Regions from separate parts of the Ovis aries genome. Here region 2 is linked to region 1. The links are chromatin contacts, called in public Hi-C maps. All regions are on one chromosome and are shown on one strand. Each heading gives the region's core, a stretch centred on a gene start, on an enhancer-like site or on the middle of the called end of the contact. The rest is flanking DNA. Distances are from core to core; before and after follow the strand shown. Region 1 holds the start of FZD5 (frizzled class receptor 5). Region 2 holds the start of IDH1 (isocitrate dehydrogenase (NADP(+)) 1).

The links. Hi-C and Micro-C count contacts between places; a contact is called where the count stands out from the background.
Region 2: a Hi-C map of tail adipose tissue shows a contact between it and region 1, with 3 times the contacts expected there. The contact joins the promoter of IDH1 here to the promoter of FZD5 in region 1. A contact is called at or near these places in 2 of 16 Hi-C or Micro-C datasets (skin fibroblasts and tail adipose tissue).

The regions. Positions count from the first base shown.
Region 1 is chr2:209,835,988-209,842,912 of ARS-UI_Ramb_v3.0, reverse strand. FZD5 (frizzled class receptor 5) reads left to right here and starts at 2,984. Exons shown (of 3, transcript XM_027965132.3): 1 at 2,984-3,063; 2 at 3,301-3,621; 3 at 3,925-6,925. The coding sequence starts at 4,173. The coding sequence ends at 5,930.
Region 2 is chr2:210,328,066-210,334,990 of ARS-UI_Ramb_v3.0, reverse strand. It overlaps IDH1 (isocitrate dehydrogenase (NADP(+)) 1), which reads left to right and starts at 2,812. Exons shown (of 10, transcript NM_001009276.1): 1 at 2,812-2,902; 2 at 3,859-3,914; 3 at 6,732-6,871. The coding sequence starts at 6,750.

The DNA.
Region 1 (6,925 bases), core at 1,735-4,234:
CCACTTGCTAAAGTTTACAAAGTTACTCTCAGTTGCCATTCACTCATCCATTTACTTCACAAATAGTTATGGAAGGCATCTATGGGCAGCATACTGTTCCACACTGGATTATCAAGATATTGAAGAGTAACAGAGGCTAATTGTCCAGTCATCCCTATAGTACTAAACTCTCAAGTGTCTTCCCAGAATACACAGTTATAATCAACAAAAGTCTTAACATTAGAAACACAGTAACTATTCCCTGAATACAAAATCCAACACTGATAATTCAAAACTTTTGGAGCGTTACTAGATGGAATGGTTAGCTTACTAGATGGAACGTTTAGCATGACCCCCCCCCCCACAACCCCGTATTTTCATCAATTAATAAGTACACCTGGGACAATAATTTCAGTTGACTCTCATAAATTTCACTTTGGAGTAACATGTTTAATATAGCAGTAGTGTCTTCAACTCAGAAATGTGATGCTTTTGGATGGATGGATAGATGGATGGATGGTTAGATGGAAGACAGATAAGTGAATTAATAGGTGAAAAGGCACGCCAATGTTCTAGTTGCTTAAAAATTGCATCTTTAAAACTAATTTAGTGTTTTCCAGTTTGTTAAACAATAGCTATTACTCAGGAGAAAAAAAATTCCAAGATTTCTGCCCTTTCCATGGACTAAATATGTAATTTCAAGCAAGTCATTATGGTGCCAATTCCATCTGATTGTTGTGATTAAATGAGCTAACTGAAATGAATTATGTAGCACCTAACTCATGTTAAACAGCATATTTTAAACTGCCTTTAAAGCGAGGTAATATAGGTGAAAAAGCAAAAATTCAAATGACATGAAAAGCTATACAATGCAAAGTAACTTTCTTTTGGCAAAGTTTTCCCACTGTTATTACTATTACAATACTATTATTAGAGATCTCCAAGCAAAAATAACATTTCCCTGTTGACTGAGAAGGGAAAAGTTTACAGACTAGGAGATAACATCCTTTGAGTCAGAACCAAGTGAAATAACACATGTATTCTGGCTAAATTCCAGCATGAGTGATTAACATTCTCCAACTTCAAATAATTTTTATTATTAGCCAACACTTGTCCATCCCCAATAATACACACGTTGCATAAAGGCCACAGAATGAGGCAGCCTCTCTTGGCATGTTCACAATCTGTGCATACTTTCCACTGAGGGTTTCCCTTTCTTTTTGATTGCTATTCCATAGCTGAAAACTCCCACTGCTTTCAACCCTGGGATGTTTGCCGACACTGACTGCCAAGTAGTTCCCAAAAACAAACAAACAAACAAACAAAATATAAGCACAGGTACAATCACAGGGAATGAAATAAGTAATATACATTTTAAACATATTTATTAATAGTTTTGATGTTTGTGAAGCGATTGATATTTAACTTTGAGGCTGGAATATAATACACATATTCTTCATTACAAATCTTGTTGATAAGCAGGGAGGAGAGGACTGTTCTGCAATTTAGTTTCCCAGTCTATGTAAGTGGGATCCAGGACACAAGAACGACAATAGCCGCGGTGTGTCTCGGTCCTCTAGTCCAGTCCTGAGTACTTTGAGAACTCAGGCCCTCCTGCCTTTTTTTCCGCCTTCTTCCCAATAGAAGGAAGGGGTTGGGAAAAGGGAAACAATTCAAACCCTCTTTGTAAGCGTGTGAATGAATTTCAAGAATGCTAAACACCTCAGTCTTCCAACCTAATTAGAACACGTAGAAAAGAGGCATTTTTAGGACATTTAAAACTTGCAGCATAATAACCCATCTGGAGAGCGCCACAGTGCGTCCCAGTGGTTGGGGGCGCCCAGCAGGTCTTCCCGTGGGCTCCAGCTGCCTCGTGTGCCCGGATCCCCGGCGGCGATCGGCTGCACAGCGAAGCAGTGGGTAGCCCGGGGGAGCGACGGGGGCGGGCCGGGGGGGAGGGGGTACAGCCCCTGCCCATTACACTGCCCGGAGCCAGTGTTGCTTTTCCCTGCAGGCAGCTTCGGAACTGCCTGGATTTTTAACCCGATAAACTGATAAAAGACTACAGGTTTGGAGTCTTCCAAAGACGGAAAGAAAATCACTTTCTTGTTGCAACAGTAAGATTTTGTTACGAAATGCAAAAGTAAAGGTTAAAGCCTGGGAGATAACCGGTAGAACATGGGGGCGGGGGGAAGGGGAAAGAGGTGGTAAAAATTGTGGATGTCGCGGCCCAGCTATCTCGATTCGAATCTCGGGTTTCCCATTTGAGCGCCTACTCTGCGCCAGGCGCTCGGAATACCATGCTGAACAAGATTACGTTGTGGTTTTCTTGGGGGGCATTAACCAAGTACGGTTGCCTTGGTCAAGTTTCTAAACTCTTCACCTGTAAGGAGTGTCCGATTCATAGAATTATTTTAAAGATCTGAGACATCCTGTATTAAGATGTGGATGACTAACGCGCTGTCCGACACAGTAGGGACTCGGTAAGCATTTGTTCCTCTCTAAATCTGAGCTCACCTGGTGTGAGGGAGGCGCAGAGCGGAGACAGGTGCCACCGTTAAGAGTGATTCTTTGAGCAGTCTTTTAAACAAGCGCTGGACTCTAAGGATACTTAGCTGCAGAGAAGAGATCTGGTAGGTGCCCTGGAAGCAAGGGTTCATAAGCTAGAACATTACGGGAAGTGAGTCCCACATAAGTGGGGATCAGCAGAGAACTCGGGAGGGACTTCTAGCCAGGGTTTCCCGCTCAGGGTCTCAAGAAGGCGTGATTAGCATTCGCCCCGCCCTCCATAGCTTCCCGGCCAGCGATTGGCCCGCGCTCCTTGGCTACCCGCTTCTGGCTGGACCCGAGGGCGCCTGGGGAGAGGCCGAGCCGGCGGGGCAGTGGGCGGGGACGCACGGAGAGTGTGGCGGGGCGGACCACCAACCGAGCCCCAGCGCGAAGGGGCGGGGCTGGGGCGGAGTCTCCCGGCGGGCATTAGAAGCAGGTGACCCAGGCGGGGCGGGAGAGGCCAGTCCGCCCGCGACCGTGACTCTGCTGTGGCCACCGCCGCCGTCGCCGCGTGCAGTTCTATACCCGGCGGAGGTGGGCGAAAGGGTGTTAGAGTGCGGGGGAGGAGCCGAGCCCGGCGCGTCCCGGGAGCGCCGCCACCGCCCCCAGGAGTCCGCTTGGAGCGCGGAGCCCCCTGCAGGGGAGGAGGCGAGCGGCCGGCGGGCGGGACGCGGCGGCGGGCTCGCACCGTGCAGTCCCGGCAGGGCCAGCGCTGGCTGCTCGCGGTGCTGTGAGGCGGCGGGATCCGCCAGTCGCCTTCCTCTCGCCCAGGTGCAGCCAGGCGCACTCGCCCCTCCGTCCGGCTCCCGGACCCTGGTGGAACGCACGGCCTGTCCCCGCCCTACCCCTGCCCGGATCATGCGGGGGGCCCCGGAGGAGGAGAGGGCGAGTGACCAGTCTGCGGCGACCTCGTTCAGGGGGCGACCCCCTCTCTGAGACGCCCCCACCTGCTGCCATGTGCTGCTTCCTCGGATACTCAGCCTCTCGCCAAACTTTCCCGATGCCAGTCCGTCTCTGAGAAACGTGGAGTGTCCCAGAGACGGGGGACCCAGGCTGGCTGCGGGCTATCTGCTTTTCTCGGGATTCTCGGAGGTGAGAGCCCGCGCCTTCCCCTTCTCCCCATTCTTTTCCCTGTCCTTCAGCCCTTTTCCTGGGGGGGCTGAGCGCTGTGACTTCGGGGTGTAGCCTGGCAGGCCCAGGGAAAAGGGAGGCAGGGTGAGGGACGGGGAGTCTGTAGTTGTGTTCCAGGAGGTGGAGGGGAGGGAAAAGATAGAGGTTAATTTAGAGATTTGGAGACCGCTTGAGGGAATTGTACTGTTGACGCCCCTCTAATTGGGAGTGGTTGTCATTTTTCTTCTCCCCCACCTTTTTTTTTTTTTTCTTTTTTTTTTTAAGAGTTCTTTCCCCAGAATCGGAGCCTAATCGTCCCTCTCCAGCCCTGTCCAGCGAAGAGCTGAGCGCTTTTGCGGAGGCAGGGCCCTCCCGAAACAGTTGGTCTTTGGACGGATTTCTTGAAAAAGAAACCAACAGGTTGCCAGCCCCGGCGCCACACAAGTCCTCGGAGAGGGAAGCTCCGATCCCGGTTTCCTCCTGCCTGAGCTGGCCCCGCGCGGGTTGCGGGAGACGCGGGGAGGGAGGGGGCTATGGCTCGGCCTGACCCGTCCGCGCCGCCTTCGCTGCTGCTGCTGCTCCTGGCGCAGCTGGCGGGCCGGGCGGCCGCCGCCTCCAAGGCCCCGGCGTGCCAGGAGATCACAGTGCCCATGTGCCGCGGCATCGGCTACAACCTGACGCACATGCCCAACCAGTTCAACCACGACACGCAGGACGAGGCGGGCCTGGAGGTGCACCAGTTTTGGCCGCTGGTGGAGATCCACTGCTCTCCGGACCTGCGTTTTTTCCTGTGCTCCATGTACACGCCCATCTGCCTGCCGGACTACCACAAGCCGCTGCCGCCCTGCCGCTCGGTGTGCGAACGCGCCAAGGCCGGCTGCTCGCCGCTCATGCGCCAGTACGGCTTTGCCTGGCCGGAACGCATGAGCTGCGACCGCCTCCCGGTGCTGGGCCGCGACGCCGAGGTCCTGTGCATGGATTACAACCGCAGCGAGGCCACCACGGCTCCCCCCAGGCCCTTCCCTGTCAAGCCCACCCTCTCCAGCCTGCCTGGGTCGCCGGCCTCGGGGAGCGACTGCGCCGCCGGGGGCCCGTCGGTGTGCAGGTGCCGCGAGCCCTTCGTGCCCATTCTGAAGGAGTCACATCCGCTTTACAACAAGGTGCGGACGGGCCAGGTACCCAACTGCGCGGTGCCCTGCTACCAGCCGTCCTTCAGCCCCGACGAGCGCACGTTCGCCACCTTCTGGATCGGCCTGTGGTCTGTGCTGTGCTTCATCTCCACCTCCACCACGGTGGCCACCTTCCTCATAGACATGGAACGCTTCCGCTACCCGGAGCGCCCCATCATTTTCCTGTCAGCCTGCTACCTTTGCGTGTCGCTGGGCTTCCTGGTGCGCCTGGTCGTGGGTCATGCCAGCGTCGCCTGCAGCCGCGAGCACAGCCACATCCACTACGAGACTACGGGCCCTGCGCTGTGCACTGTCGTCTTCCTGCTAGTCTACTTCTTCGGCATGGCCAGCTCCATCTGGTGGGTCATCCTATCGCTCACCTGGTTCTTGGCGGCCGGCATGAAGTGGGGCAACGAGGCCATCGCGGGCTATGCGCAGTACTTCCACCTGGCCGCGTGGCTCATCCCCAGCGTCAAGTCCATCACCGCGCTGGCCCTGAGCTCCGTGGACGGGGACCCGGTGGCCGGCATCTGCTACGTGGGGAACCAGAACCTGAACTCGCTGCGTGGCTTCGTGCTGGGGCCGCTGGTGCTCTACCTGCTGGTGGGCACGCTCTTCCTCCTGGCGGGCTTCGTGTCGCTCTTCCGCATCCGCAGCGTCATCAAGCAGGGCGGCACCAAGACGGACAAGCTAGAGAAGCTCATGATCCGCATCGGCATCTTCACGCTGCTCTACACAGTGCCCGCCAGCATCGTGGTGGCCTGCTACCTGTATGAACAGCACTATCGCGAGAGCTGGGAGGCCGCGCTCACGTGCGCGTGCCCGGGCCCGGACTCCGGCCAGCCACGTGCTAAGCCCGAGTACTGGGTGCTCATGCTCAAGTATTTCATGTGCCTCGTGGTGGGCATCACGTCGGGCGTCTGGATTTGGTCCGGCAAGACTGTGGAGTCGTGGCGACGCTTCACCAGCCGCTGCTGCTGCCGTCCGCGGCGGGGCCACAAGAGCGGCGGTGCCACGGCCGCGGGGGACTACGCCGAGGCAAGCGCCGCGCTCACGGGCAGGACCGGGCCCCCCGGCCCCGCCGCCGCCTACCACAAGCAGGTGTCCCTGTCGCACGTGTAGGAGGAGGAGGCCAAGGGACCGGGAGCCGGGGGGGTGTTGAGGGAGCTAGGTGGTTTTTGTTTGGTAGCTTTGCCAAGGTCACTTCCGGTTACCTTCATGGTGCTGACGCCCCCTCCTGGGGCAACTTGGAAAGAGGGGGGAAGGGGCTGTTTCCAGGGGGGCACCTTGTCCCAGGACTTCTCAGAGGGGCTCAGCTGACGTCTGCTCTATCTTCCTGCCTTTTCGAGGGGAACCCTGTTTTTAATTTATATGTCGTTTTCTTAATTTTTAACTTTGTTGCATTTTGGCAACAAAATTTACCTTTTGCTTTGGGGGGCTTTACAATCCTAAGGTTGGCATTATAATGGAGTTCCGCTTGGTTCCGGTTTCTGTGAACTGTGTGGTCTCAATTGGGAAAATGTATTTCCTATACTTGTGTCTTTAAAAATAATGTGAACAGTGAAAGTTTAGGTTGCTGTGACCCGGAAGTTGTCGCGTGGGCTTCTCCAGCTTACTTCTCCTTCCACTGCTTAAAGTGTCCCAGATGCTTTAAGGTGAGCTGCTTGACCCTTTCCCTAACTTAGGGGGACACCCTAAGTCATACTGAGGGGGGGAGCAGAATGGGTTTAGGGCCTCCGGAAAGTGACAAGGTTAGGAAGTGTTCAGTTTCTGTGTGCGTCCTAGCTTTGTTTAGCGAGCTTGGGTTTCTTTTCTGTAGTACTTGTAATCATTCTCATTCTTGACAGTGCCAGCTTTGCTTGAATGACTTAGAGGTAGCATTGAAAGTGTCCAGAATAAATGTTTGGAATAGTGCTAACCTAAGGGATGGCGATTGGTTGAACTTCAATACTAGACTGTTAAGATGGCAGCTTTGTGCTGGAGGAGTGGGTGGTTCTTAATAGACTCCAGTGATCTTACTTTAAAAAAAAAACAAACTTGTGTTATATTTTGGTAAAAATGAACCCACTTCCTTCTTCTGAGAGTACTTAGTCATAGAGCTGAAGGGGGCTCCTTTT
Region 2 (6,925 bases), core at 1,563-4,062, 490 kb before region 1:
CCTGTCCTTCACTATCTCCCTGAGTTTCCTCAAACTCATGTCCATTATAACAGGAGGGAAAGGGGCAAGGCACAAGTTTTGAAAGAATGACATAGCCCAAGGACACAACATAAACTTAGTAGAAACAAATGGGGCCAAGATGGCAGATAAGACTAGACCTTGATCCTCAATCAGCAAGTTGAAATGACATACCCAGAGGTGCCATGACAGTTCCAGTTCAATTCAGTTGCTCGGTTATGTCTGATTCTTGGTGACCCCACGGACTGCAGCACACCAGGCTCCCCTGTCCATCACCAACTCCTGAAGCCTGCTCAAATTCATGTCCATCAAGTTGGTGATGACATCCAACCATTTCATCCTTTGTTGTCCCTTTCTCCTCCTGCCTTCAACCTTTCCCAGCATCAGGATCTTTTCAAATGAGTCAGTTCTTCCAATCAGGTGGCCAAAGTATTGGAGCTTCAGCTTCAGCATCAGTCCTTCCAGTGAATATTCAGGGCTGATTTCCTTTAGGATGGACTGGTTTGATCTCCTAGAAGTTCAAAGGGACTCTCAAGACTCTTCTCCAACACCGAAGTCAAAAGCATCAATTATTTGGCCCTCAACTGTCTTTATAGTCCAACTCTCACATCCATACATGACTACTGGAAAAACCATAGCTTTGATTAGATGGACATTTGTCAGCAAAGTAATGTCTCTGCTTTTAAATATGCTGTGTAGGTTGGTCAAAGCTTTTTTTCCAAGGAGGAAGGATCTTTTAATTTCATGGCTGCAGTCTCCAACTGAAGTGACTTTGGAGTCCAAGAAAATAAAGTCTCTCACTGTTTCCATTGTTTCCCCATCTATTTGCCATGAAGTGATGGGACTGGATGCCATGATTTTCATTTTTTGAATGTTGAGTTCCAAGCCAACTTTTTCACTCTCCTCTTTCACTTTCATCAAGAGGCTCCTTAGTTCTTCATTGCTTTCTGCCATAAGGGTGGTGTCATCTGCATATCTGAGGTTATTGATATTTTTCCTGGTAATCTTGATTCCAGCTTCATCCAGCCCAAGCATTTTGCATGATGTATTCTGCATATAAATTAAATAAGCAGGGCGACAATATACAGCCTTGAGATACTCCTTTCCCAATTTGGAACCAGTCTGTTGTTCCATGTCTGGTTCTAACTGTTGCTTCTTGACCTGCATACAGATTTCTCAGGAAGCAGGTAAGGTGGTCTGGTATTCCCATCTCTCTCAGAATTTTCCACAGTTTGTTGTGATCCACATGGTCAAAGGCTTTGGCATAGTCAATAAAGCAGTTTTTGGTTTTTTTTTTAATTCTCTTGCTTCTTCTATGACCCAAGGGATGTTGGCAATTTGATCTCTGGTTCTTCTGCCTTTTCTGAATCCAGTCTGCACATCTTCAGGTTCTCAGTTCCTGTGTTTCGAAGCTTAGCTTGAAGGATTTTGAGCATTAGTTCGCTAGTGTGTAAGATAAGTGCAATTGTGCAGTAGTTTGAACATTCTTTGGCATTGTCTTTCTTTGGGATTGGAATAAAAACTGACCTTTTCCAGTCCTGTGGCCACTGTTGAGTTTTCCAAATTTGGTGGTATATTGAGTGCAGCACTTTCACAGCATCATTTTTAAGGATTTACAACAGCTCAGCTGGAATTCCATCACTTCCACTAGCTTTGTTCTTAGCAATGCTTCCTAAGGCCCACTTGACTTCTCATTCCAGGATGTCCGTATTTCAATAAAATTTAAAATAAATAAATTTGGGGGCACTGAATCCTGGACTAAGCATGGGTTTATCCTACAAATCATAATCTAAAATACTTCTCCCCAGCCCTCCATGTTTTCAAAATTAAGGAATACACTAAAAATAATTTCCTGCAGAGGACAGAATTTATTTTAATCCCCTCTTTTCTAAGGCCTCCTTAGATCTTTACTTGAATGTTACTGGAACTCAGATGATTTCATTAACCTTATTGTCTACCGCAAATAACTACTGCATTTATTTATAGTTCTCCTTATTTAGTCGCCAAGTTGCCACCGACTCTTGGCGACTTCATGGACTCTAGCCCGTCAGGCTTCGCTCTCTGTGGGATTTTCCAGACAAGAATACTAGAGTGTGCTGCCATTTCCTTCTCCACTATTTATAGCATGCAATAGAAATTGAAAGTAATAGATACATTAGCTCTGAAGACCTAGTCATCGGCGGTGGGTGAAATTTACTGTAGCGTCCCTGCTTGTGCAACTGTTCAATCCTTTGCATTCCAGCTGCGCGGAGAAGCCCCCAAAGTGACTTCACGCTTGCCCACACAACTCTGCCCGAGCGCGTTCCAGTCTACCGCACATCCGGAGCGTGCCAGGAACAGGATAGGTCCAAGTCTCCGGTTTGTCTTTATTGGAGACCTAGAAACTCACTCAGCCTGACCCTAAGGTTGTTACAAAGCCCGGGGCGCCTCTTCGTGGCGTGGGATTCAGAATACCAGCGCCGACGCGCCCAACACGCCAGCCTGCAGGTGGCAAGCTTGTTCTTCAGCAGAAGAGGGGCGGCGGCGGAACCCAGCCGCGCAGCTGGCCCCGCCTTTCCCCATCCCAGCGCAAGGAAGGCGGGGCCGCGGATTAGCCCCAAATGGAAGGGCCCGCCCCGCCCCATGGCCCCGCCCATTTCGGGTGGTCGGCCCGAGGCGATTGGCGGGGGCTCGGGGGCGGAGCTCCGGGAGGTGGGCTGAGGGGGCCGGGCCCGGGTCTGGACAAAAGCCGGGAAGAGAAAAAGCCCTGCCTGGGTGGCCAGATTCTGGGTTTCTGCTGAGGCCCCGTGAGAAGCCGGAACAGCTGTGGTCTAGCCGGGATTGCCAGAGTAGACACTGAGTGACTGTGTGCTCCCGAGTCATCGCCAACGTACCTTCCCCGCAGGTAGCCGCAGGCTTCGAGGGGCGGCCCCGGTCTCTGGCCCCTGCGAGAAGGCTGTTAGTGGCTAATGTGGGGAAAAGGACGCTCAGATCTTGAGCATGCTAGGGGAAATTTAGCGGCACGTCCTGGTCGCACGGCAGCGGGAAAAAAATCCAGGTGGTGGGCGTGGGAGAAGGAAATGGGAGGAAGACTGTGCTAGATGCCTGGTTGTGTAGGCGGCCCGCTGTTCGCATTGGAGGGTCAAATTGGGCAGGGGGAGGTGGCATACGGTGACGGATGGAATGCCGGGTCTGCAGCAGAAGAAAAAATCGGGCGGTAGGAGGATGCAGGGACTTGTGGAAGACTTGGGTTTAGGAGGAAGAAGACGTGCGGCCTCGGCTGTTGGAGAACTTGAGCGTGTGCATGGAACTGGGGCCGATGGGACTGATGGTGCGGCGGGCTGGAGGAGTCCTCCTGGGGAGCTTTAAGGGGGCGGCGAGAGGCGGTCGGTAGGCCACCTGGTGGTTGCCGGGGGTGGAGGAAATGTCGCTGTCGGCATTTCAAGTTAAGGTGGAGAGGGGTTAAAGGTCCCTGCGCTCAGGAGGGAAGGGTCGGGCGTGGAAGGAGGAACCCAGCTGGCTTCGGTTGCACAAGGGCCACAAAGACGCATGCAGGCCAAGAGCCGGCTGGTCCCCGAAGGACGCACAAACCTCAAGACTAGCTAACGGACAACGAACCCGGGCCGCGCCCACGGACGCGTCCTCCTCCGTGTGCAAACAGGGGTATTTATTATACTGTATTTGGAAAGTGCATGCTAACCTAAAACTGCCCTTTGCCCCTTAGGGTGCACTTGGCACTGTACTTTAAAACAGATAAACCGGGCTGCCTGGCTTAAAAAAAAAAAAAGCTAAATTCTCCGGAGAAGAGTGCTGGAGTGCCTTGTACCTTATCCCTGTCTCTGTTTTTTTGTTTTGTTTTAGGAGGTAAGCTGAGTCTGCGAGACTGAGAGGAGTTGGGGTGATTAGAAATTGTAAAGGTGAGAATAAGTAATTCCTCCCCATTCTTTCATATGGCAATACTGTGTTTAACTGGTGGAGGTCTTGGAGGTGGTCGGAGGCCCTGTAAGGGAATGACTCAGGAATTTTTCCACCAATAAATTGCAACTGTTTCCTTGTTTCTTTCAGTCTAGAGTCTTCTCTGCAAGACACTTTTTTTTTTTTTTGCACAGAAATTAGTGTTGTTCATGAACTCAGCACCCTCACCCCCCACACACCCCCGGAAGCAGCTTTTCTTAAGCTACTTTGTTGTTAGTTCAGGTTTATTTTCTAGCATTGCACATGTGTGTCAGGAGATTGGAATTCAGCTGCTCCATAAATGAACTAGCTTGTTGGAAAAGGCCTTCCTTCTGAAATCAGGGTTTGGGTGGAGACAAAAGATCTGAGGGACTAGAGTGGAAAGTGAATTCAGTGGTATCTGAAGCCCAACCTCATAGGATTCAAATCTAGAAGAAATAAAATAGTGTCCTACAGTGTAGTAACCCAGGGTCCACAATAAAGCTTCACTTTTTAAATTAAAAGTGAATTTTAAATTTAAAAATGTAATGGGTAAGTATCAGGAAGAAAACCTTTAATGTTTCAGTTATGCATTATGAAATATAGAAAGATTAATCAGAAAGTGTTTGCTTAACCAAAAAATAATATCACTTATTACTGAAATTTCAAGTTTGCTGTATGCCTTTTATTAACTGTATTTGCCATTAAAGAAAAATAGCCAAGTCATAACTCTTGCATAATACTTCATAGGAATATGGCCTTGGAAATGTATCAAAACTGAGATAAGTTTGCTGCCTCTTTTTGTTTTGTTCATAATACAGATGTGACTGTGGGATCAGTGTGATTAAATCATATACTTTAAGCTGTACTTTAAATTATATTTGAAATTACAAATGGGAAGTAGCTGACTCATTCATACCAGTGTGTTCACTTTTTTATTCTAGTTGAGTTCCAGATGGTCCCCCAGTAATGGTCTAGAGAACCTCCTAAATACTAATATAATAAGCAAAATCCCAGAATTGCAAATTGGGAAGTGAAAATGGGCCTAGAGGTTAGGAATATATCTTGGCTTGTCATGAGGAACTGAAGCTCACAGTCAATCATTACATTTAAAAATATAAAGGCCAGACAACTTTAACTCAACTCTTTGAGATGTTTATAGACCTCTTCCTTAATATTTTAAAGTCAATTCTCCTTTCAGTCCTCAACTGTAAATTAATAGAATAAAAGCAATCTGTTGTTATCTTCTAGGGGGGAAAATAGTTTCCATTAAAGCACCGTGAAAGGGAACAGATACCTTTAGCAGGCTCAGTGCCTCTTACTCTCAGGAAACATCCCTTTCTTTAAGCCTAAGCCCAATGGCAACCTGCTTCAGAATTCTTGCCTAGAGAATTCCGTGGACAAAGGAGCCTGGCAGGCTATAGTCTATGCATTCCAAAGCATCAGATGTGACTGAGCAACGAACACTTTCACTTTTTACAAAGGGCTTCCCAGGTGAGACTTATAGTAAAAAAAAACCACCAATACAGGAGACATAAGAAACACGGGTACAATCCCTGAGTCAGGAAGATCCCCCGGAGGCCATGGCTACCCATTCCAATATTCTTGCCTGGAGAATCCCACGGACAGAGGAGCCCAGGTGGGTACAGTCCAAAGGGTCGCAAAGAGTGGGAGGTGACTGAGTGCGTCCATAGGGTGTAGCCCTGCTGTCTCTGGGAATCAGATGGATTAGCATCTGCTACCCCCACATCCCAGGAAGACACCTCTTCCTGGAACAACTCCAATCCCCTCTCCCACCCATTGGCAGTTTGCCTTTGCCCACTAATGGCTGGAAGAATAGTCCAGGAGCTGGGATACCAAGGACAGGCCAGGGATATGTTCTGAGCAGTGAAAGTGAAGTCGCTCAGTTGTGTCCGACTCTTTGTGACCCCATGGACTGTAGCCTACCAGGCTCCTCCCTCCATGGGATTCACCAGGCAAGAGTACTGGAGTGGCTTGCCATTTCCTTCTCCAGGGGATCTTCCCAAACCCAGGATTGAACCCGGGTCTCCTGCATTCCAGGCAGACGCTTTAACCTCTGACCTACCAGGAAGACATACATCTCTATACATACAGATTGCTCTAACTGAGAAATCACTTTGTATTCAGTGTATCACCACCACTATCTTTTACTGTCTCTAGGAAAATAGAGTTCCACCAGGAATTCTTCATCTTTCACTTGTAAAAAGACTTAATTAAATTTTCTTTAAAATGGGTCACTAGAACTTGTTGAATCTTCTTAAGGATAGTTGTTTTAACCAAAACAGCCTCTTAAAAGAGGGGAAATAGTAGTGCCTGTCATTCTGTGCATCTTGAAGGTGTAGCCCAATGAGGCGTTGGATAGAAGTGTTCAAATAAACATGATATTTTGGAAATAATCCCATTTGATAAGACAAACCAACAGTCAAGAATAAAGAATAGTGATTGACATTATTAAGGGCATGTGACAGGCTCCGGCTCCCCCACGCTCTAGCTGGATGGCCTTGGAAAGCTTGCTTTCTTTTAGCAAAGTAGAATGGAAAAACAATTTCCATCGTACAGGGTTGTTGTGACTGTTGACTCAAATCACACAAGAGGCATGTAACACAATGCTTTATACAGAGAATGTATTCAATTCTAATGGTTAATATAATTGTTATTAGCTTTCTGTGCAATCATGCTATTATGAATTGTTCTTTTTAGTAATCACCAAATTGTATTTTGCTTTTACATGGTAATGAAACAAATGATGAGGTATGTGTCTTATCTTTTTTTCCTCTTAGAGGTTTATTGAAGTCAACATGTCTCACAAAATCCAAGGCGGATCTGTGGTAGAGATGCAAGGAGATGAAATGACACGAATCATTTGGGAGTTGATTAAAGAGAAACTCATTTTTCCCTACGTGGACCTGGACCTGCACAGGTAAATGAATCACTTTGCCAAGCAGCAAACTCAGAAAGCATAATCCGTGTGATT